3 separate regions of the Hordeum vulgare genome follow, and regions 1 and 3 are each linked to region 2. The links are chromatin contacts, called in public Hi-C maps. All regions are on one chromosome and are shown on one strand. The core of a region is the stretch at or near the end of the contact, and the rest is flanking DNA. Distances in the headings are between cores, read along the strand shown. Region 1 holds the start of LOC123396057 (cytochrome c oxidase subunit 5C). Region 2 holds the start of LOC123452333 (DNA replication licensing factor MCM7). Region 3 has its middle 96 kb from the start of LOC123396056.

Region 1 (4,210 bases), core at 1,025-3,524, 240 kb after region 2:
AACACAAAACAATGAGGCCATGATATATGATTTTTCATGGCGTCCAAAGGTCACTTGGGTTAATTGCACAAAAACAAGTCAGTACAATTTTTCAAGAAGTAACCGAGTTGAGACCGGAAAAACTAAAATATGAACCAGGAACTTCCAAGATTTTGAGTTGTAGAATTAGTGGACTCAGCTATGTTAAACCAGCATGATTCACAAACAGTAAAGTACGATAAACAGGCTCTGATTCCTCAAACTGCTCAGCAAAACCTCTCTAGAGAACAGTAGTAGTTGCAAAAAGAGTCAACTCCCTGCATTTGCACCCTAGTATCATACTATTCCACCGCCCAACTTTTAAAAAAGGTATCTTAAGCTGGAGCAGGAAAAAAATGTGATACAATAAATCGTTCCATCCTCAGCATCAATCATTGCTTCTTTCAAGAACAAAAAATGCATGCAGTGTACCCTTCACCTAACCTGCCACTCATGCACAGAGGACACAGCGGTCGTAGTCAATAAAGCATAAATGAGGCAAAGCAATTAGTTGGGAGGAACTTCCTTATCACCCATCATCAGATTAACCATAAATTATCAACATCCTAGCAAATGCAACAAGCACCACTCAAATTATGCATTGTTTCATACGAAGCACTCGGCCAAAAGAAGATGGACAATAACATTAGGCATGTAGAAGGCAGCATCATAATTGTAACAACAGGTCATTTTCTTCAACAAAATACATATTTCAAGAGTTATGAACTCCTAAGATCAGTCAAGAAGCAGATTCACTCAAATGCAAGAAATCACAGAGAAAATAAACAAATCTTTTCCAGTAAATAAAGTACCCACAGAAAAGGAAATACATTGTATACTTGATCAGATCTATGATAAGTTTGCACTTGGGGTGACTTACTTTGAACATAGCCATCTTTATCAATAAAAGAACTTTTCCGCTTTGGGATACTGAAAGGACATGAATCTAGCTAACATATACTATTGAATATAAGCCAAACCAAGTAATCAAAATAGATGAGTTCTACCAACACGGCAATATGATTGTGCTGATACTTCCATTAAGGAACCCATATCGCCACACCAGCTGAAACCCCACTCACATAGACCAATGACATTTTATAGAGCACCATATCAACAGGTTATTTCCAATGCTGATAACCCACAAAACATATAATGTTACTGCTGATAGCACGACAGTTGCACATATGAAAACATATGCAGATATAAGACAGTGCCTATGACAGATGAAAAATCTCATAAGAGTTTGCTGACATGAAATGAGAAGACAATGTACAATTGTGATGTGCTAAGTGTAGCGGAGAGAAATTATAGGTGCTCTAAAATTATCAACTAACTAGAATCATCAAGACAGCGCACATTCACGCAACACCACTCATTCATGTGCATGGCAAAGTCGAAGATATATATCTGGAACTACACAAGTCACACCACGATCACTGAGCATGATGCAGGTTGCTGAGCAAATAGATGACAAAGTTCATAAACGATCCGGGATGTTAGAAGCTACGACAGTGCATAGATGGTATATCTAACTTCATATGTGGAATAGACGATGACACACTAGTTAACATACATAATGTGCTAGCCAGGGATTGCACCGAGCCAAACCATCCAGAGGCAGCAGCGATGGCACCACGCCAAAGGATACCTCCTAATTCCCAGATATATCATCTGATACATACATATTCACATCTCATTGGAGCGAACGATGTTTCTTTCTTAGCCACCATTTCCCAATCCAAACCGCATATAGGCCTATGAACAAAAACATCGCCAAAAGATAGCATCGGATGGGGACAACGCACGCCATGGTTACGAACACATGCCGTATTCACACGAAGAAAAAATACCCCCCACCCCCCCCCCCCCCACGCGCAAATCAGACGCATCCTGCTCCCCTAGATCATCGCGTGCCATCCCAAATTTCTAGTTCGCCGGCCGATGCCGTCAACAGCACCACCAGCGAAATGGATGACCGAGGCACCGAGCGACCAGATCTGGAACGGTTCCTAACGATTTAGAGGGGGAAACCTAGGATCGGATCAGCGAGAAGGTCGCGTAGGAATCGATTCGTGCGTCAGGACACGGAAACCCGAGGGATCGATTGAATGGAGCAGGTTCGAGCGGCGTGGGAAGAGGGGTCTGACCTTGCCGCCGCCGGAGGAGAAGAGGGAGAAAGACGCCTGCGCCGCCGGAGGAGGAGAGGGAGAGAGAGGCCGATTTGTTACGGGGAACGGCGTTTTTGCGGAAACGCCCATTTAAGGGCTGAGATTCGCGGACGGGCCCGGTCCACACGGGTGGTCTGAGCGAGTGGATGGATGGCCCTTCGTCTATTTTCTCCCTCTGTTCCATAATATAAGTCTTTTTAGAGATTCCACTAGAAGACTACATATTGATGCATATAGACATACTTTAGAGTGTAGATTCACTCATTTTGCTTCGTATGTAGTCCCCTGATGAAATCGTTTAAAAGACTTATATTTAGGAACGGAGGGAGTATGTTGTTATTTTTCACCGAGCAACCGACCGGAACACTGCCTTTTCATCAGTTAGAATTAGAAAGAATAAAACTATGTACAAATGGGATATTTATGGAAAAGATATATGTTGAAAAACTCCCAGAAAAAAAAACAATCCCAAGCTAACTACTCCCTCTGTTTCTAAAAATAAGTCTTTTTAGAGATTTCATTAGGGACTACATACGAAATAAAATGAGTGAATCTACACTTTAAAGAATATCTATATACATCCGACTTATATTTAGAAACGGAGGGAGTACTCATGATTCATGAAGATGGAATACTCTAGGTCGGAAGGACGTGCCCTGGTGTTTGTTATCCTCAAAAGTAAGATGCTTCACCTTAAGTCCTTAATGTGTGTTAAACTTGTCACGTTTAAAACCTGTTGATTTCGTTTTTCATGCGTTTCACATGATGTCCATTCCGCCTCTTCTTGTGCTTATTGTCAATGTACCACAAAAGTACCGCCCCCACCAAACGTTGTGGTTCAACGCCTCAGTCAGAGGAATGTGGTCGTCGGTCCAAGAAAGGACCAAGTGGTGGACAATAGTGATGAAGGGGCAAAAGGCAAAGCACAATTTGAACCGTCCGCAAAGCAGAGTTGACAGATAGGCTCATGGAGCCAACCTTGTTGCTCAAGTCGGTCGGCGGTCAGAATTTTTGTGTGAAGTACAAGCCATTTGGCTTTTCTAGATTTCGTAGGACACCTATTGATGTTAAAATAAATCAAACATATCACGCAATGGGCATTTGGTCTAGTGGTATGATTCTCGCTTAGGGTGCGAGAGGTCCCGAGTTCAATTCTCGGAATGCCCCCAATTGTTTTTATATTTTTTAGCCATCGTAACACAGCTCCTTCAGATTTACGAAAGTGAGAATTGTTTGTGTCTTTTGTTTCTCGCTTCCACAAACACCAATTCACCAGGCTTTACAGAAAGAAAACTCACCAGGAAAAATAAAACTGTCTTTGTTTGCTGTCTTTCTATATGTATCTGTATAATATCTACTTAGAAATCATCCGGTAACATCACTAGTTCAGTACATCTCAACGGTGTAGTAAAACAAACTGGTGCAGTACACGATAATCTTTTACGCACAGAGCTATGTGTAACTATTTTGTAACTCGCTTATTGGACCGACAAACAAATTTGCATCACCGGGACTGGCCGTCCTCTCTTATTCTGAAGGTGCATGAACGAATGCGGCTGCGAAAAAAAGGAGCAAATCAAGCGCTCCCGCGGACAGCTTTGTAGCACTCTAGGCTGCAGAGGGGGAGCTTCAGCTTCGAGTCCCTGTACCGGTACGCGTTCGTGCAAGACGGTCCGGCGCACTTCTCACGCGGCGGAGGGTAGCTGGGTGGTGGAAGGCAAAAGTGAGACGATGTAATCTGTGGCGCACATTTGGTGCGGCTGATTTCTCGAACATGGGGAGGAATTGCAAGTATTGGTTACCTGCAGGGTTTGGAGTTGAAGATACTTGGGAGGCCTACATCTTCAGGGAACGTAACCACCGTGCCTGTGGGCCCCATGACCCACCGGATAGAGCTCCTGGCAAGTTCTTGCGCTCTGGCTGCCTTCTCCTGAGTAAAAAGGAATGACACTGTCAGAAGATAATTCAGAAGATGATGGTAGTAGAGACGCGAGTGTCATGGGCATGATCAAATGATGCAA
Region 2 (4,737 bases), core at 799-3,298:
ACTCACAGAAAAAATAGTGTCCATTTTGATTTACCTTTCTTGTCAGCTCTCCTCTGAGATGAGCAGTCAGAGAACGTGGGATGTGGCCCTTTGGTACATGCTCTGCTAGTTCTTGGAGCTTCACCTGCAAGAAAAGGTTACAGTTTTACAGTTAAGTAGGAGTCCGAATATGATTTGATTTTGACAAGTTTTTCACCATTAAATAGAGTTAGCCTTGTCCACAGGACTGTGGAGGAAGTATTACCTCCTGAAATTTAAGAAACTTTGATGCTCGCAGTTGAAGGATTAAATTCCCCTTTGCTTTGTTCAGCTTGCATCGTTGAGATGGGCATTCAAAGAGAGGCATAAAGACTCTAGCAGTCACTTCCTGTCATATTCATGTCAATAAAAATTTCAGCACTAGTTGTAGAGCTCGGTACACGCAATATTGCATTTCATTATGTGTGCTAGGATAAATACTACACAAAATTCTCCTGGGTAACACAATCTAAACTAATCTACAGGGATCTGTTACAAGGGTTTGACAAATAGGCATAACAGAAACAAGAACCTAAACCAAGATGTATTACCTGGTATATCTCAAAACCGCATTCTTCACATGTATAAACCGCCACCTGCATCAAGGGCTTCACATCCGAGCAGCGAGTGACAATTCCAGATATTTTCACAAGCTGCCCAATGTGGGATGCCTTGACTTGCCTAAGGGTGAGCGGAGTCACCTTCGAGAACGCCTTGATGTATACCTCGCTAGAATGTGAAAACCATTTCATATTAGACAAAACATAGCAGAAACACACAGTTGAATGTCCCAGAAGAAAACACTGTACAGCTGTTCCAATGGATCATTTGTAATGAACTGGGTACCTACAGGCATCTATGAGGTCACCAAACAAGTCTTTGCAAGAACACAAGATGGCAAATGTTTAGAACGTATTAAAATATTTTGTCATATAACGCGGAGATTGTTTGGGGACAATTTTGCACTAAAAGCTTCGGTCAGTTGGCGGAGCACATTTTATTTCTACATAATATACTACTCCTGGTACCTAAAGTATCTCCTTCACATTTCAGTTGTGAAATAGTTTCAGTTCTGCGATATCAGCAAATAATTTAACAGCCAGCTACTGAACTACTCCAATAACATGTCAATCATAGCCACCAGCCAAATTGGTTAAGAAGAACGGACAGAGACCTAGTTGTGCAAGAAACTTCTAGGGGCAGTATGCAGATACTCACAAGAACCGCTTGATTTCCGGCGGCATCCTCTGCAGAGGGTCATTGCCGTCAGCGCCTCCGTCAGCCCCTTCATCCACGCGCTGCGTCATCAAGATATCCCTGTCCTCGTCGACAGCGAACGCCTCCGTGGGCTCCGGCATGAGCTCGTCCACGGCCTCCGCGAATATGCCGATGTAGCGCTTGGTGTTCTCAGTGACCCTCTGCAAGAACTCCTCGTCCACATCCTTGTACTGCGCATGCAACACAACCGATATCAGATACTGAACCCGCGACAATACCTCTGTAAAAAAATAGATCTCGTCGAGGTGGGGGAATTCGTACATGGAACAGGTCGTCCAGCTCGATCTGCACGGCGCGGATCTTCCTGTTCGCGATGTCTTGCTGGAATTGGAGAGAACGGGGGTCAAATCCTTGGATTAACAACAAATCGGGGTGAAATAACTAAAAATGATCGGATCTTCAAGGCCATGTAACACAGGGTAAGAGGTGATTACCAGGATGTTCTGGTACTTGGGCTCGCCGTGCGGGCCAGCGAAGTTGGTGAGGAAGTCCTTCGCGAGCGCTGCAGAGGGGGGAGAAACGAACACCAATAAGCAACGCGGCCGTCTGAACCCTTTGTAGAAGCTTCCGAGGACGGGAGGGAAGAGCTCGCGGGAGACGGTTCCAGAGGCTTCAGGCCCGGAGGGACGTGCGGGGGTGAGAGAACGTACCTCTTTCCGCGGCGTAGTCGACGGTCTTCGTCCCGGCGGCCATGGCGGCGGCGGCGGCGGCGGCGGCGGCGGGTAGGGGAGGAAAGACGCGGGCCAGAGAATGGAGGGAAATGAGAGGGTTTGAGGGGAATGGCGGGAAGAGGGGGATAAGAGGAGGGTTTTGGCGGGAAGGGCGGGGGGCGGCGTGGCGGGAAGGCCGAGTGGCTCTTAGTGGGCCCAGATGAACTGCCCGATTTAGTAAGCTTGGGTCCAACAGCCCATTGCGTTCATCGGGCCTACTGGAGCGCCTCTACGTTGTTAATCTGGGCCCACAGGAACATTGCGGCAAACATTTCTCAGCGCAAATAAGCGACCATTTTTGAATCTACTATTTGCCGCATTTTGCGGTAAGTAGTCCAGGCTACGCACAACTTAGAACATGTCTAGTAAAGCCCTTAAACCCTCAAAAAAATCAAAAATAGTCATTTTTTATGGGTTGGGCGAAAAAAACGCGTAGACTAGAACCCCTAAACCCTTAAAAGTGTCAAAAATAGTCTGTTATAAGGGTTGGGTTTGAGGGTTTTAGTCTTTGCCTTTGTTTTTCAACCCTTAAAAGTGTTAAAATAGTCAATTCTCAACCCTTAAAACTGATTTTAGATTTAAGGGTTTTAGTTCACTACTAGACATGCTCTTAATGTGGCCACCGAGGAGATCGAGTGATCCTTCTAACTGGCCGAACCAGGCGGTTTTGCTGGTTTTGGTAACCTTCTACAAGTTTCAACCAATTTTTGTGCTTTAGACAAACTTTCATAAAGTTTCCTCAATTGATTTTTTATTTTTTACTTATTTCCTCTTTATTTTATTTTATTTTATGTTTCAGAAATGGTTTTTCAAATTCAACAATTGTTTTTTTAGAAATGTTCTATATTTCAAATAATTGTCGTTCTTCAAAAACATTCATAGCTTTAAAAAATGTTCGGCATTTTAAAAAATGTTCAGTTTTTTAAGAGAATTTTTGGTATTTTTAACAAATGTATCGCATTTTACAAAATTATTCGAAATATAAAAAAAATCAATTTCCAAATAAAGTTTGTGTTTGAAAATTGTTCTTCAATTTCTAAATATGGTCTTGTTTTAAAAAACATGTACCAAACGTAAAAAATTTGACGTTTTTCAAACTTTGTCTGTAAATTCAAAAAATATTCTGAATTTCCAAAAATTGATCTTCAAAGTCGAAAACAGAATTTGTTTTTCAAATAAGTTTAAAGTTTAAATAGTTGCCCTTTTTAATAAAATCATAATTTAAAAATTGTTCGGGATTTTTAAAAAATGTTAAGTATTTTAAAAATGTCCGCTATTTTAAGAAAAAATCGATATTTTCAAAAGATGGCTGGTAAAATATCAAGAATTTCTCAATTTTTCAATTAAGTTGATCTTCAAAAATGATCTTCCTTTTCAAAATATTCCAAATTTCGAAATATTGTCACTTTCAAACATTGTTCATGAATTCAGAAAATGTTCAAGACTTTCAAAAATGTGCAGAAAAATAGAAATTTGTTTTTGCTTCCAATTCTCTCCCTAATAATAAAGCACGCAGTGCTTCTTCCGTCCGTCGTGGTCGTTTTGTAGAAAAACCCTTAAAGTTTCCCAAAATCAACCCGCGGTCCAGATTTAAGTGAGAGACGAATCGTTTTTTTTGTTTTTACAGCAAACCCCTTGTGTTTTCCCGAAATCAATCCGCAGTACATAACACAGCGAGAGAACGAATCGTTTTCTGGATTTTTTGTAGAAACCTCCTTTAATTTTCATAAAATAAACCCGCAGTACATACTTGAGTAAAAAAACCAATCATTTTCCGTATGTTTTCGAAAACACTCCTATAGTTTTTAATTAATTAATCTGTAGTTCAATTATAAGTGCAAAATACTTTAAAAAATTATATATTTTAAACAGTAACTCCAATTTTACAATATTATATATGAAATTTTATTAGAAAAATATGTAAAATCTGAATATAATGTTAGTTTATCTATGTAATTTTTGAAAATTCTGTTTATAATGTAATTTAAATCAATAGTGATGCGCACAATCTAAATATAATATTATTTTATTTATTTAATAATTTTTAAATAATATTTATGCTGTAATTTTAATCAATAGAGTACAGTCCATTTTTTTAACAAGGCTGATCCATGTTGTTAATTAATCCATGGTCCAATTATAATTAACAAATACTATAAACAATTATATCTTTTAAACTGTAACTCTAATTTTAAATTATTACATATGAACTTCCATTCAAAAAATGGGTTGAATCGAAATCTAATGTATCTTACCTATTTAATTTTTAAATTTCTATTTATAATGTAATTTGAATCTATAGTGATGTGTATAATCTAAATATGATGTTATTTTACTTATTTAACATTTATTAAATTCTATTTATGCAGTAAGTTTAAATAAAGATCTCAAGTCATAATTATTAGGTTAAGACGTGTTGTATGGTTTGCTTCCGTTGCAACGCACGGGCTCTTTTGCTAGTAGAAAATAAAAGGGGAAAGGAAAGAAAAAACGAACCAAAAAAGAAAGGAAAATAAGGAACAGAAATAAAAATATCAGATTTTCGTAAGACAAAAAAAGAAACTGGGCCGGCCCGACTCGGTTGGACTGACTAGGCCGGCCCAGTCAGGCGACCCCTGTGTGTCCGCTCGGCAGTTCGCCGCAACAAGCGGTGCATAGGAGGTCCCATTATTTTTGCGTCCGTTTTTCACTTTATATATTTCGCATTTGTTTGTATTTGGAAATATTCAAA
Region 3 (4,742 bases), core at 2,097-4,596, 140 kb after region 2:
AACCGTGAAAATGCAGGTTCCCCCCCCCCCTCGCCCAATCAGGAGCGGTTGGTGGGTGGGACATTTCAGCCTGCGCTTTTCCCCCACCCACCGCCGTCGGGCGCCGCCTTCGATTCCGGCCATACCAGCCGTCGGGATCACGCCGGCGGGCTGCCACACGCCCGAGATTGACCTCCACCACTCCCTCGTGCCTCGGCTAGCCAGAAAGCTGCATATCGACGACTGTTTGTCGCGTCCACTGGATTTGGCATTTCCGACCACTGGCGGCTGCACCAAGCCATGGATTGGTTGGGGAGCACCCCGCATAGCCCCGACAAAGCGCCAGCGCTGCATGACTGTACTGGTTCATCCTCTAGTCGTTGTCATCGGTTTCCTGGCAAGGACTCTTTCGGCCGTCGCCCGGTCTCGATGGTCGCGCAACGGCTCGCCGGCTTGCCGATGCCGCTCATACAGTGCGACGACTGCACAGTGACAGTGCCGCGGCTCACGTCTAGCACGCGACCACACCTCGGATGGGTATTCTTCAAATGCAATAACGACATGGTATGTTCTTCTTTCTGTTCGACTTTGTCAACTAATTTGGTTAAATTTTGGTACCTTATTGAGGTGTTCGTGTGGGTAGGAAGGTGGATGCTCATTTTGGTATTGGGAGGAAGAATACATCGATTTATTGATAGAAAGAAACTTAATAGATGTTCATGCACTCCTTAGTATAAATGAGGCTAATGATGCGGTTGCATGTGTAATTAGAAAAAAAATTAGAGGGGAAGCAACGTCTAATTCTTTAGAATCAAAGCCGAAGAATGAAGAATGTAAGATCAAGAATCAACAGATCAATAATGAATGCATGGAGAAGATGTTGATCCAACTAGTGGGAGGAGTTATGGAAGTTGGATATCTTCTAAAATGCCTAATTGTGATTCTTGTTTTCTTTGGTATTGCTATTTTAGCAAAGATTCGATGAATTATTATGTATCAGATGCTTTTGAAGAAAAAAAAACAAATAAATAGGTTTTCATGCTCGAAATTGAAGGGCAAAGAACAGATTTACGGCCCGGCGTGGACGGTGGTTGAATAGACCTCGTAAAACAGATCCGTATAAAAAGATATTCTGCAATACAGGTCCGTTTTGCGAGGTCTCCTCGGCCGCTGTCCACGCCGCCCGCAAAAGCATTTTTTCGCAAACTGTAGACAACTTTTACGAATCGACGATATATGGGGTCTTGCAGAGATACTTTTAAGGGATGCAGTTATATGGCAAACTCGTGTATCCATGTCCGTAGAATTGTGTGGTCCACGGACGGATAGGATGATCGGGTCGACACCCTAAAGATATTTTCACCATCACATGGCTGATGCGGCAGCTACCTCCAATCAAAAAAAGGAAAACAAAGAATCCTGCAGCTTTTTAGTTCGCAGCCCACGTTTTGTCAACTACATTGGTCCAATTCAATTTTCTTTACACATACAATAAGGCTGGTCATAATGAGAGTACCATAGCTACTACTCCCTCCTTTCCGGTTTATAGGGCTCAAATCTGAAATCTCATCAACCAAGGTAAATTGTGAGTGGATGACACTAGTTTAAACTAGCCAATGAAATATTTTTCACATATGCAATTTCCAAGGCAATAAATGTAGCATCCATTCTTTCATTGGACTTGTATGGTGAATGTAGAAAACGATGCATGCATAGCCACTCATCTTCTTTCTCTAAACTCTATGAATTAAATATGGCTTGAGACTCAAAGCACTTTAACTCACTTAGACTCAAAATGAGCCTAATATAATGGAAATCTGAAAATTTTGAGATGAGCCCTACAAACCGAAAATGAGGGAGTATCATGCATGTCAACTAAGCAATTTTGATGATGTGACATAGAATTAAATGAAGAAAGTGAGGGTTGAGTATCATATCATGATACCGTATCATATTAAATGTTGTGCTACTATGTGTCATGCATGACAGTAAATGACCTATCATATGATACTACGCATTACGGGTGTACTCGAGGAGCACCGCCGTCGCCCCATGCTCCGGGCAGGGGAGCCGCGCGCGGGGGGCGGGGGGGGGGGCTGAAGGTCCCGTCGCCGCCAGCACCACCCGAGCCTGCGTCGGTAGCGCCCGCCAGCGACGGCGGGGAGGAATGAGGGAGGAGGACGGCCGAAGGGGAGGGGGGTCGCGCGCCACCCTGGCCACCTCCCGAGGAGGCGGCGCAGGGACGGATCCGGGAGGAAGGAGAGGCGCGGGGGGAGGAGGGGGTGGCGGGGCGGCCGGCGGCCGACGGCGACGAGAGGGACCTAGCCACCTAGGGGAGCCGACGGCGACGGTGGAGGAGAGGGGGGAACCCTAGGAGGAGCGGAGCCAAGCTACATTGTGCTTATTCTAAGAAGATAAGCCTCCTAAAGATATTTCCACCATCACATGGCTGATGTTGCAGCTACCTCCAATCAAAGAAAGGATACTAAGAATCCAGCAGCTTTTTAGTTTGCAGCCCACGTTTTGTCAACTACATTGGTCCAATTCATTTTTCTTAACACATACAATAAGGCTCGTGGGATGTGTGTTGACTTGGGAATGGCTCACTTGGAGGTTCACCATCACAATCAAAACACCACCGGCGGCAAAAGCCAAAAAAAGCAAATTATACGTACTGAAATTTCAAGACCACCGGCGCTGCATCCATGAGAGAAAAACAGTTGCTTTTACGTGAGAGAAAAACATGTGCTAGGAGCAGATTTATCATCTGTGTGATAACGGGTGCATGTCTCCGGACGGATAGTTCGATCGGACTCTCCATAATTTTTAACATTTACGCACAGCACAGGATAATTTATCACAAGGATGCACCGCTTGGAAAACGTAGCTCCGTACATAGGACGATGGGTCCGGAAATAACAGTCTGCATGGAACATTTTTTTCCTGTGAAACAAAATTTTGTTTTTCGAGAAACACTGCATGGAACATAAATATATTTTTTGAGACGAGCATGAAACATTTTTCTTTTGAGATTAACATTTATTTTTTTGAGTTTTTGAGATCAGTTTTATTTTTAGACAATTGAGATCAGCATAAATGAATGTAGAACGGGAGCGTGCCCTCGAAAAGAAAAAAAGGACAGGAGCAGCCCGTGTGTGTGTTTCCAGCTCGCTTTGTATAGCTTGGCCGACTCCTAGCAAAACAGATATTGGGCTGACAAGATGAAGATCCAGGTTTCACCTAGATTCGGCCCACTTGCTGTTTGGTGCGATTCCGCGGTTCCTGGCGCGTGTGGAACGCAGCACAGCACGGCAGTTTAGTACCACCTCGCCTAGCGAGGGATGCCCGGACCTGTTTATAAGGCTGAGCGTTGCACCATAATCGTCCCTTCATCCCATAAAATTGGAACGATACAGAGAAGATTAGCATGCCCCTGCGCAAGGACGACACGCACAAATTGAGAAATGGTCCAAAAATTTTCGAGATTTTGCGCCCTGGCCCCGGTTTCTTGCCGATAGGCCCAAGGAATTTTTCTCGTTTGTGCTTTCCGAACTCGTTTATCTTACAAATGGGTCCTTCCGCTTGTCCCTTCAGGACGGTGATTTGCTTTTGTGCTTGCACATTTCCCGGTTACGTCCTTGTCTGTGCTTTTCATTTGATATCACCCCTTGTTATGCTTGCGCATTTTGCAGTTACATCCTTATACATCGTTTCCAGCCGGCATGCAGACTGGTGTTACTCGCCAGCGTGGTAAGAGCGATAGTTACTACACTCAACGTTCCTATGCTTGATCCCTGTTATTTCCTTATCTTCCCATGGATACTGTTATTGCTTTTAGATTTAAAAATATTTGTGTTTATGATGATATGGATATAATCTATATTTCATTCTCGTAGTATATTCACCAATTGTACAATGTGTAAATACCTAGCTTATTTTTTGTGGATAAAAGTAATTACCTTCCGTACATCCATTATGTCCACTTTTTTTGTTCACCATCTATATAATTTGCCAATGTCCACCTTTTTTTGTTCATGATCTATAATTTGTCCACACGTGTGAATTGATGTCACGAAAAACGTCGTGGAGGACGGACACTAGGCAAATCTTTATTTTTTGATAAAAAAACAATATTTTTCATAGCTTGAAAAACTGAAAAAAATAAGTGTACATATACATTTAGACGTGTTTCAAAGTGATCGGACCCTTCTCCGGGCCCTACGCAAACGGAAGCTACATGCACCTCGCTATCCTTTTTATATATTTAGATATGTAGTATGTACGCTTGCAAATTTTACCGTGTACATTTTCATATCGGGTGTGTGCAAAAGAGACAAATATATGGATTAAAATGAGCCAACATTTTGTTCTTTTGGGCGGGATTTTCTCATTTTGTGTAGCATACGAATCTTCTAGTTCTTTGATGAGATTTTATTCTCTAAAAATGCAGTTTTATAGCCTTTGTGACATTTTTGAAACCTCTACATGCAAACGTACATTTTTTGGAAACTTTAAATAGCCTTCATGATATTTTTAAAGACCGGGTTCACTGGCGTCCAAATAGCCAAAGACCTCACTCATATAGACTCACCCATACCTATCCTTATGCTATGTTGAAATGGTTCTCTTGCATACAAGCAATTAATTCGTTCTTTTCCTCCTCTCACTCTCAAGACTTAGCTGATGCCGGCTCATCTTCCCCTACTTACTAGCGACGCACGATCCCTCCTCTTCCCTTTGTTCGTTGCTCGGACGACCGGATG

The links. A called contact is a pair of places that touch in the nucleus more often than the background predicts.
Region 1: a contact with region 2 is called in a Hi-C map of leaf, with 5 times the contacts expected there. The contact joins the promoter of LOC123396057 here to the promoter of LOC123452333 in region 2. A contact is called at or near these places in 3 of 6 Hi-C or Micro-C datasets (leaf and seedling) and 1 of 1 datasets of contacts at active chromatin or transcription factors (embryo).
Region 3: a contact with region 2 is called in a Hi-C map of leaf, with 3 times the contacts expected there. The contact joins the enhancer-like site here to the promoter of LOC123452333 in region 2. A contact is called at or near these places in 2 of 6 Hi-C or Micro-C datasets (leaf and seedling).

What each region holds. Positions count from the first base shown.
Region 1 is chr5H:106,319,969-106,324,178 of MorexV3_pseudomolecules_assembly, reverse strand. LOC123396057 (cytochrome c oxidase subunit 5C) reads right to left here and starts at 2,274. Exons shown (of 2, transcript XM_045091089.1): 1 at 2,169-2,274. It overlaps LOC123395343 (eukaryotic translation initiation factor 5B-like), which reads right to left. Exons shown (of 7, transcript XM_045090338.1): 6 at 3,992-4,119; 7 at 3,493-3,892. The coding sequence ends at 3,766. TRNAP-AGG (a tRNA gene) reads left to right here and starts at 3,285; the gene lies at 3,285-3,356.
Region 2 is chr5H:106,560,399-106,565,135 of MorexV3_pseudomolecules_assembly, reverse strand. It overlaps LOC123452333 (DNA replication licensing factor MCM7), which reads right to left and starts at 2,048. Exons shown (of 15, transcript XM_045128974.1): 1 at 1,947-2,048; 2 at 1,731-1,798; 3 at 1,558-1,617; 4 at 1,237-1,466; 5 at 570-747; 6 at 245-367; 7 at 35-124. The coding sequence starts at 1,989.
Region 3 is chr5H:106,420,550-106,425,291 of MorexV3_pseudomolecules_assembly, reverse strand. It overlaps the pseudogene LOC123400479. Among protein-coding and RNA genes, the nearest start is that of LOC123396056, 96 kb to the right of the region's middle. Within about 2 kb of position 3,346, at least 3 of the 3 cell types and tissues checked have open chromatin away from gene starts, as enhancers often do. A contact at or near this core is called in leaf and seedling, where this site is marked.